2 separate regions of the Mus musculus genome follow, and region 1 is linked to region 2. A link is a contact called in public Hi-C data. All regions are on one chromosome and are shown on one strand. The core of a region is the stretch at or near the end of the contact, and the rest is flanking DNA. Distances in the headings are between cores, read along the strand shown.

Region 1 (3,379 bases), core at 470-2,969, 33 kb before region 2:
TGTTGTGTATGAGTTCATAGAGGGCTGATTTACCCCTCTCTGTCTTGCCCACATTTTATGGTTTGTGTCAGGAAGCCTACCTGGCACACAGTACGTGCTGGATAACGATTATATTTCCATTGATGGATTGAAGAAGTTCAGTGGAAGGGTCATGCTCGTGACCATGGGTTCACCCCTGGACTAGGTATCTGCTTGGTGTGTGTGTGTGTGTGTGTGTGTGTGTGTGTATGTGTGGTGTGTGTGTGTGTGTGTGTGTGTGTGTGTGTGACAGAGAGAGAGAGAGAGAGAGAGAGAGAGAGAGAACCTAGGGTCTCATGTATACTTAGCAAGCACTCTAGCAACAAAGCCACATTCCTAGCTCCTAGTCTGCCTCTGATCATGTTGATAACTTCCAGCAAGCCCTTTGGTTCCTAAGTCCCAGCTTTTGGGACATCAAAGTGGGGTATCTTAGCTCCCAGATGGGTTACTTCTGTCTACAGTACCTGCTACTCTGTGGATTATGATAAGAGTTGTGATGGTGCACAGGATGAACTGTGCCTGGCACAGAACTACTATCTGTAAACACAGGCTTTCAGTCTTAATCGTTCCCATAGCAACTCTTGAGAGTTTTATACCTCTGTACCCATTCCATAGATGTGGAAACTGAAAGTGAGGGTGATTGAGTGAGTTTATTTAAAGACACAAATAAGGGAGGGCTGGCTCTGGAGAGTCCAGGCTCCTGCTGCTAACACTTGGCTGTTACATAAGATTCACGGGGCCATTTTTTACTAGTTACAAAGTCGTCGTCCACCCCCCCCCCCCGCCCCCGGGTGTGCTTGGCTCCATTGATCAGAAGGATGAGTGCAGCCTGGATCCACTCCTGCACTCATCTGGGATTAGAGTGGGGGAGAACCCCTCTCTCCTCCTATCCACTTGGGGAACCCTTTCATACTGTACATGATTTGATTGGCTCTCTTTTCTCTGGCACTTCTGAGTTCCACCCTTTGGGGTAGGGTGTTGGCTTGTCACACTGAGTTTGACAGCCCAAAGGCAGAGGCAATTGCTGGTTGAAAAGGCAAGAGGGAGGGGGAGGGAAGAGAAGCCTTCCGGGCTTGTAATAGGGTCTTCTCTAACTCTTTTGGTCAAAGAGCCCTTGAATCTGGCTGCAAGCTGGAATCCCCTGGGGGAAGTTTTTAATAAAAGCTCCCCACGTCCAACTCAAACCAATTACATCTGGGGCTCGGGGTGGGGGTGGAGGCATGGAACCCAGACAGCAGCATGCCTTACTATCCCTTAACCAACAATCAATGCATGCCCAAGTTTGAGAAGTGCTGCGATCCTGTTCTCCCCTCAGCTCAACTGGAGGCACCCTAGGACAGCAGTCCCACCTTTCTGTGTTGAAGACTTGCTGTGTGGGGGCTGGGCGTGCCTTCCGGAGGCCCAGGCTCGTGAAGGATGTCTGAGTGCGAGCCAGGGACCTGGGGTTCTGCTCAGCTTAGGCCCAGCTCTGGGACAGCGGGGCTCCAGGTCCTCTTGGGGCAACAGCACATGTGGCCGCTCTGTCCTCGTTGGTCATCAATGCAAACCACAAACGAGGTTGCGCGGCGGCCAACCCACCCCAGCCTCAGACATTCTAGGGACACGCCCGAGGAATCCTTACCTTAGCTGCCGGCGCTGTCCTCCAGTCCCCGGAACCCTAGGACTCTGGTTCCATCTGTCTCCCTCGCCGGCGCCAGACAGGCGCCACTAGAGCGCAGGCACCACCTAGTGGCCGTAAGATGGTAGCGCGGGCAGGGGCTGGGAGGTGCGAGCGCAGTGCAGGGCGGAAATGCAGCTGGGCCTTCCCACGCTGGTGGCTTCCAACACCGCGGAGCCCGGGGGGGGGGCGCAGATTTGGCCTGGGCTGCACCACCTTCACCCCTTGGGGAGCGTGGGGAACGGAATTTGTTGTACTTTTTCTTGGAGGCGTGGAGGAGCTGTCAGGTCTGGGCCTCTGACCTGGGATCCACCCTGGGATTTTCCTGGCAGGGCTCATGGATCTTTCCTTTCCACCGTCAGCTTTCAGTACGCCCTAGTCTGGCGTGGCTTCTCCTTTAAACACCCTGGGAGCATCCGAGGATGCCACGGACTGGGTTTATTTCAAGCCCAGGGATGCCTATCCCTATCAGCAGTCCTTCACGTCACCTCCCACCCTTTCCCTGGTTTTCTGATGCCTCCATTACCTTCTGCTGACCTGTCTGTAACAACCCTGTCTGTACCAGTACGGGGGTGGAGTCCCGGAGACACAATTAGAACCCTTGGGATTTGGCCACCCAGGTGGTGTTTCTTCCGGAGGCTCATTAGCATGTCTTTGGCGGGTCGCCTGGCATCCCTGACTCCTTAGCCTCACATTCCAGCAACAACCTCCTTCATCACTGTGACGCCAAAAACACCCCTTTGGGTTTCCAAATGTCTCCCTGGTTGGAGGGAGAACTGCTCCAGGCTGAGAACTAATTAGCTGATAATTAAGATCAGATGACGCTAAATGAAGTCCACTGTCCACGGAAGTCCTATTACCACGCATTGTAGAGCTGAGGGGATCTTCAGGCCGGTCCTTTCCAGCAGGTTTCAGTATTTTCTTCTAACTAAGACATAGTGGACAGTGTTACAAAAATAGTGGATTTAGGGCTGGTGAGATGGCTCAGCAGGTAAGAGCACCCGACTGCTCTTCCGAAGGTCCTGAGTTCAAATCCCAGCAACCACATGGTGGATCACAACCATCCCTAACGAGATCTGACTCCCTCTTCTGGTGTGTCTGAAGACAGCTAGTGTACTTACATATAATAAATAAATAAATCTTTTTTAAAAAAAGTATAATGAATCCCTTAAAAAAAATAGTGGATTTAGAAAAAACAAAAAATTGCCGGAGTGGTGATTGGTTGTACTCGGGAGTCAGAAGCAGCGTCTGGTTTACATAGTAAACTCCAGGCTAGCCTGGGAAATGTCTCAGCAGGTATAGGCACTTGCCACACACACAGTATGCAAGTATATAATTTTTAGTGGATTATTTTTAAATGCTGGATTATTTAATGCACTCATGCAACCTTTATTTCTTCTTCTTCTTCTTCTTCTTCTTCTTCTTCTTCTTCTTCTTCTTCTTCTTCTTCTTCTTCTTCTTCTTCTTCTTCTTCTTCTTCTTCTTCTTCTTCTTCTTCTTCTTCTTCTTCTTCTTCTTCTTCTTCTTCTTCTTTGTTATTTTGAGACAGGGTTTCTCTATGTAGCCCTGGCTGTCCTGGAACTCACTCTGCAGACCAGGCTGGCCTTAAACTCAGAAATCCACCTGCCTCTGCCTCCCAAGTGCTAGGATTAAAGGTGTGCTCCACTACTGCCTGGCCTGTTTCTTCTTTAAGTGAATATTAAC
Region 2 (3,272 bases), core at 349-2,848:
TGGTCAAGTGAGTTTGGCCATATATGGTCCATAGAATGTAAGGAGGTTCATTAGCAAATTTTTGATATTTAATGTCTATGTATATACTTTGAAGTTCTAAGAGGTTCGACAAACCACAGGTGGCTTTCCAACCTTTTAAAATCCTGATATCAAACAGCACTTAAATTTCTGTATTCTTTAGGAGGCAGTGTTCCAAGGAAATCACTCTGGGAAAGACTGGCTAGATGGTTTCTATTGATTCCTCTTTGCCTTTCTGGCTCTTTGACTTTGCTGCTCAGGGACTCCAAGAACTTTCTCTTCTTCAGTTACTCACAGTACTTTATTTCCTTCCTGTCTTTTTTAGTTTTAGACAGTCTTCCTCCGTACAGCAGGCTAGCCTGGAACTTACTCTCCTTCTGTTGTCACTTCCAAAGTGCTGAGATGAAGCCCACTGTCCTTTCTGTCTCAAAGCCCTTTTGTGTTAAGGTCTGTGACTTACAGGGAGAAATATTTCCTGTGGTTCATGGATGAGACAACAGGACAGTGGGTTTCCTTTCTTCAGACCTGAACAGTTTTACTGTCATGTCCCAGGTGAATGTGGTTTCTAGGTTCCAGTTGTTTTGTTTTGTTTGTTTTTTTAACTTTCAGAAAAAGTTTACTTTGTCAAGGTCAGAAAAGCAGGTCAGAAATGGAATCTTCTGCCAAGCTTGGTGTTCTGTAATCCTACCACTTGGAAAGACTTAAGGCAGGAGGATTATAAACTTGAGGCCAGGAAGGCAAGAGAAACATACAAACTCCCCAGAGACACAAACTCTTTAAGTCAAGAGGAACATTGTGGTTTTTGTGCCTCCTGTGTGGTCAGCTCTGAGAATGAACTGGCTAAATCCTTGTTGGATTTTCAACTGGCAGAAGTAAGGCAGGGTCCTACCCAGAGACCAGAGGACGAGCTCCAGTCTAACTTCTCGAAGGAGAAAAGCTTAAATCTGTGCCTGATAATTACGAAGGGCTGAAAATGTGTGTATCCATGTGAGGATGCGTGTGTTTTTGAAACAAGGTCTCTAGCTCAAGCTTCCTTATATATCCAAGGATGAACTTGAGCTAGGTTTCCCTGCCTCCATCTCTCCTAAGCACGGTATTCCAGGCACCTGCCGTCACGCCTGGATTATTTACTGCACAAATGAGTACAGTGACCTGGCTCTTGTAGCCCATTATCCTGAATTTGTTCATAACCACCCTGGTACTTTTCTTATTTTCCACCCCTGAAATCTGCTCCTCTGTTCCCTGCCCCAGGAACTGACTCCAACACCCATCTGTTTATTCAAACAAGAATCTAAAAACATCCCTGACGCATCCCTCTCCTCTCTGAGCTGGCTGCTGTGTGCAAGCCAACAGGAAGCCAACACTCTCTACAATGTGACTCTTCTTTTTCTGCTACAGTCAGAGCGGCCATGACACCATCACCTCGCACCAGAATTGCGTTACTAATGGCTTTGACCTGCTCTCCTCTGATGCTATGGTCCAGTTTCAAACCCTCTTCCACCTGCCGGTAGTGGGGCTTTTTCAAAACAGAGATCTAATCTTGATCAAAGTACAACAAAACAGAAAACAGGCTCACTGCTCTTTGGCACCACCTAGGGGACAGAATGGAACAGAGGCAAGGGATGGTGGGGGTGGGGTGCGGTGGGGAGAAGGAAGTGTGGGCGGGGCTGGCCCTGCTTCCTCCAGGGGCAGGGTAAAAAGAGTGAAAGGCTGTAGGGTTTTTAGTTTCTTCCGGGCTGGACATATTTGTATACACAGCTCCCTGTCCTCCACGCAGGTCTTTGATGGCTGGGGTCTGAGGGTTTCCAGCACCCTGGGCGCTGTTTCAAAACTTCAACTATCTGGTGGAGAGTCAGGCAGGAGAATTTACCTTCTTGGAGGTAACATCTGCCTGCAGGTTTAGAGCAGATTTAGGAGCACAGAACAGTCACTAGAGGGAGGAAAAGGCAAGCGAACAATTCAGGCTTTCTTAGGTCTCCAGGAGGCTTCTCCTGGAGCCACACACTGGAATCACCCAGGGAGACCTTAAAAACCAGAGATGCTCATCCTAGCCCTAATGATCTTGCTGGCTGAGGTTTTGACTAGATGGTCCCAAGGGGCAGCCAGGGTTTACAACCGGAAGCAAAGAAGGAAGGAGAAAGGAAGAAGAGTGAGGAAGGGAAGACAGGAAGAAGGAGGGGGCTAGGAAGGGAGAGAGGAAAGGGAGAATGAACGGTTCATCTTAATAAAGACAAAGATTCACACGAAGACCACCGTGTAGTCCTCCCGTCTGTATTCCCACCATCCCAGGCTCCAGTGTTTGACATTCCAGCCACACAGCTCTATGTTCCCTTCTTCAAGCTCATCCTACTCTCCCTGGACACAGAAGTTTTGACTTGCTAACTCCCTGGCTTTTTGCCATCATAGCTCTGGTCCCTCACCCTTCATATTTTCACTCTCACTTTCCCAGGATGCCTTTCAGGACGCTCTAGGGCATCCCCTGTATCCTCTGCAGCACCATCAACTGCACTGAACATTTGACTAGAACTTTTACTCTTAGTCGTTCTAGCTAGGGCTTCATGAACATAAAAGCTACATTTTAACTTATTATTTATATATAATATGTTAATATAATAACATGTAATAAGTTTATAAAATATACTTAAAATGGAACACGCACACACACACACACACACACACACTTAAAATAGAACACACACACACACACACACACACACACACACACACACACACACACACACACACACACACACACACACACATACACACACACTAGGTTTTCCTTCTAAAGTCCAAGCTAGCCTAGAACTAGCTATATAGACCAAACTGGCCTTGAACTTGTGATTCTCCTGAAGAGGGCCTAGCTTGTGGGATTGGCATCTGGTACATGAATGCACAGGTAAGTTTATTATTATTGTGCTGGGGGAATAAAACCTGGGATCTTGTGTATGCTGGGTAAGGAAGTGCTCTATCACTTAACTATAAGTCCAGCCTTAAGGTATCTTAAAGCTACATATAGAAATAGATATGTCGAATACATATAAAGCTAGATGAAGTTCCACTGAGCATTGGATACATTTGCAAGAATTTTCTTTACAGGTTTTGTATTTTAAAACTCAGTAGCAAAAAAATGGTGTGGAAAGATCAGCATGGGGAGTGACCACTAGAGGGCAGGAGAGGCAAAGAGATGCAGGCCAGCCTGGCAGCCCTGAGCATGGATGTCTTGCACATTCTCAGAGCAGGGATTTTGGGGC

Evidence for each region. Hi-C and Micro-C count contacts between places; a contact is called where the count stands out from the background.
Region 1: a Hi-C map of uterus shows a contact between it and region 2, with 4 times the contacts expected there. The contact joins the promoter of Chd9 here to the enhancer-like site in region 2. A contact is called at or near these places in 1 of 39 promoter capture datasets (macrophages), 2 of 15 datasets of contacts at CTCF or cohesin (CD8 T cells and embryonic stem cells), 27 of 484 Hi-C or Micro-C datasets (B cells, CD4 T cells, CD8 T cells and 14 more), 6 of 115 datasets of contacts at active chromatin or transcription factors (the 230-238 cell line, double positive thymocytes, effector CD8 T cells and 2 more) and 3 of 9 other capture datasets (adipose tissue, liver and pancreatic islet).

Annotation. Positions count from the first base shown.
Region 1 is chr8:90,827,175-90,830,553 of GRCm38.p6, reverse strand. It overlaps Chd9 (chromodomain helicase DNA binding protein 9), which reads right to left and starts at 1,719. Exons shown (of 40, transcript NM_177224.2): 1 at 1,640-1,719.
Region 2 is chr8:90,793,872-90,797,143 of GRCm38.p6, reverse strand. No RefSeq gene overlaps it. Among named protein-coding and RNA genes, the nearest start is that of Gm19935, 22 kb to the left of the region's middle. Within about 2 kb of position 1,598, at least 177 of the 459 cell types and tissues checked have an H3K27ac peak or open chromatin away from gene starts, as enhancers often do. A contact at or near this core is called in the 230-238 cell line, B cells, CD8 T cells and 15 more, where this site is marked.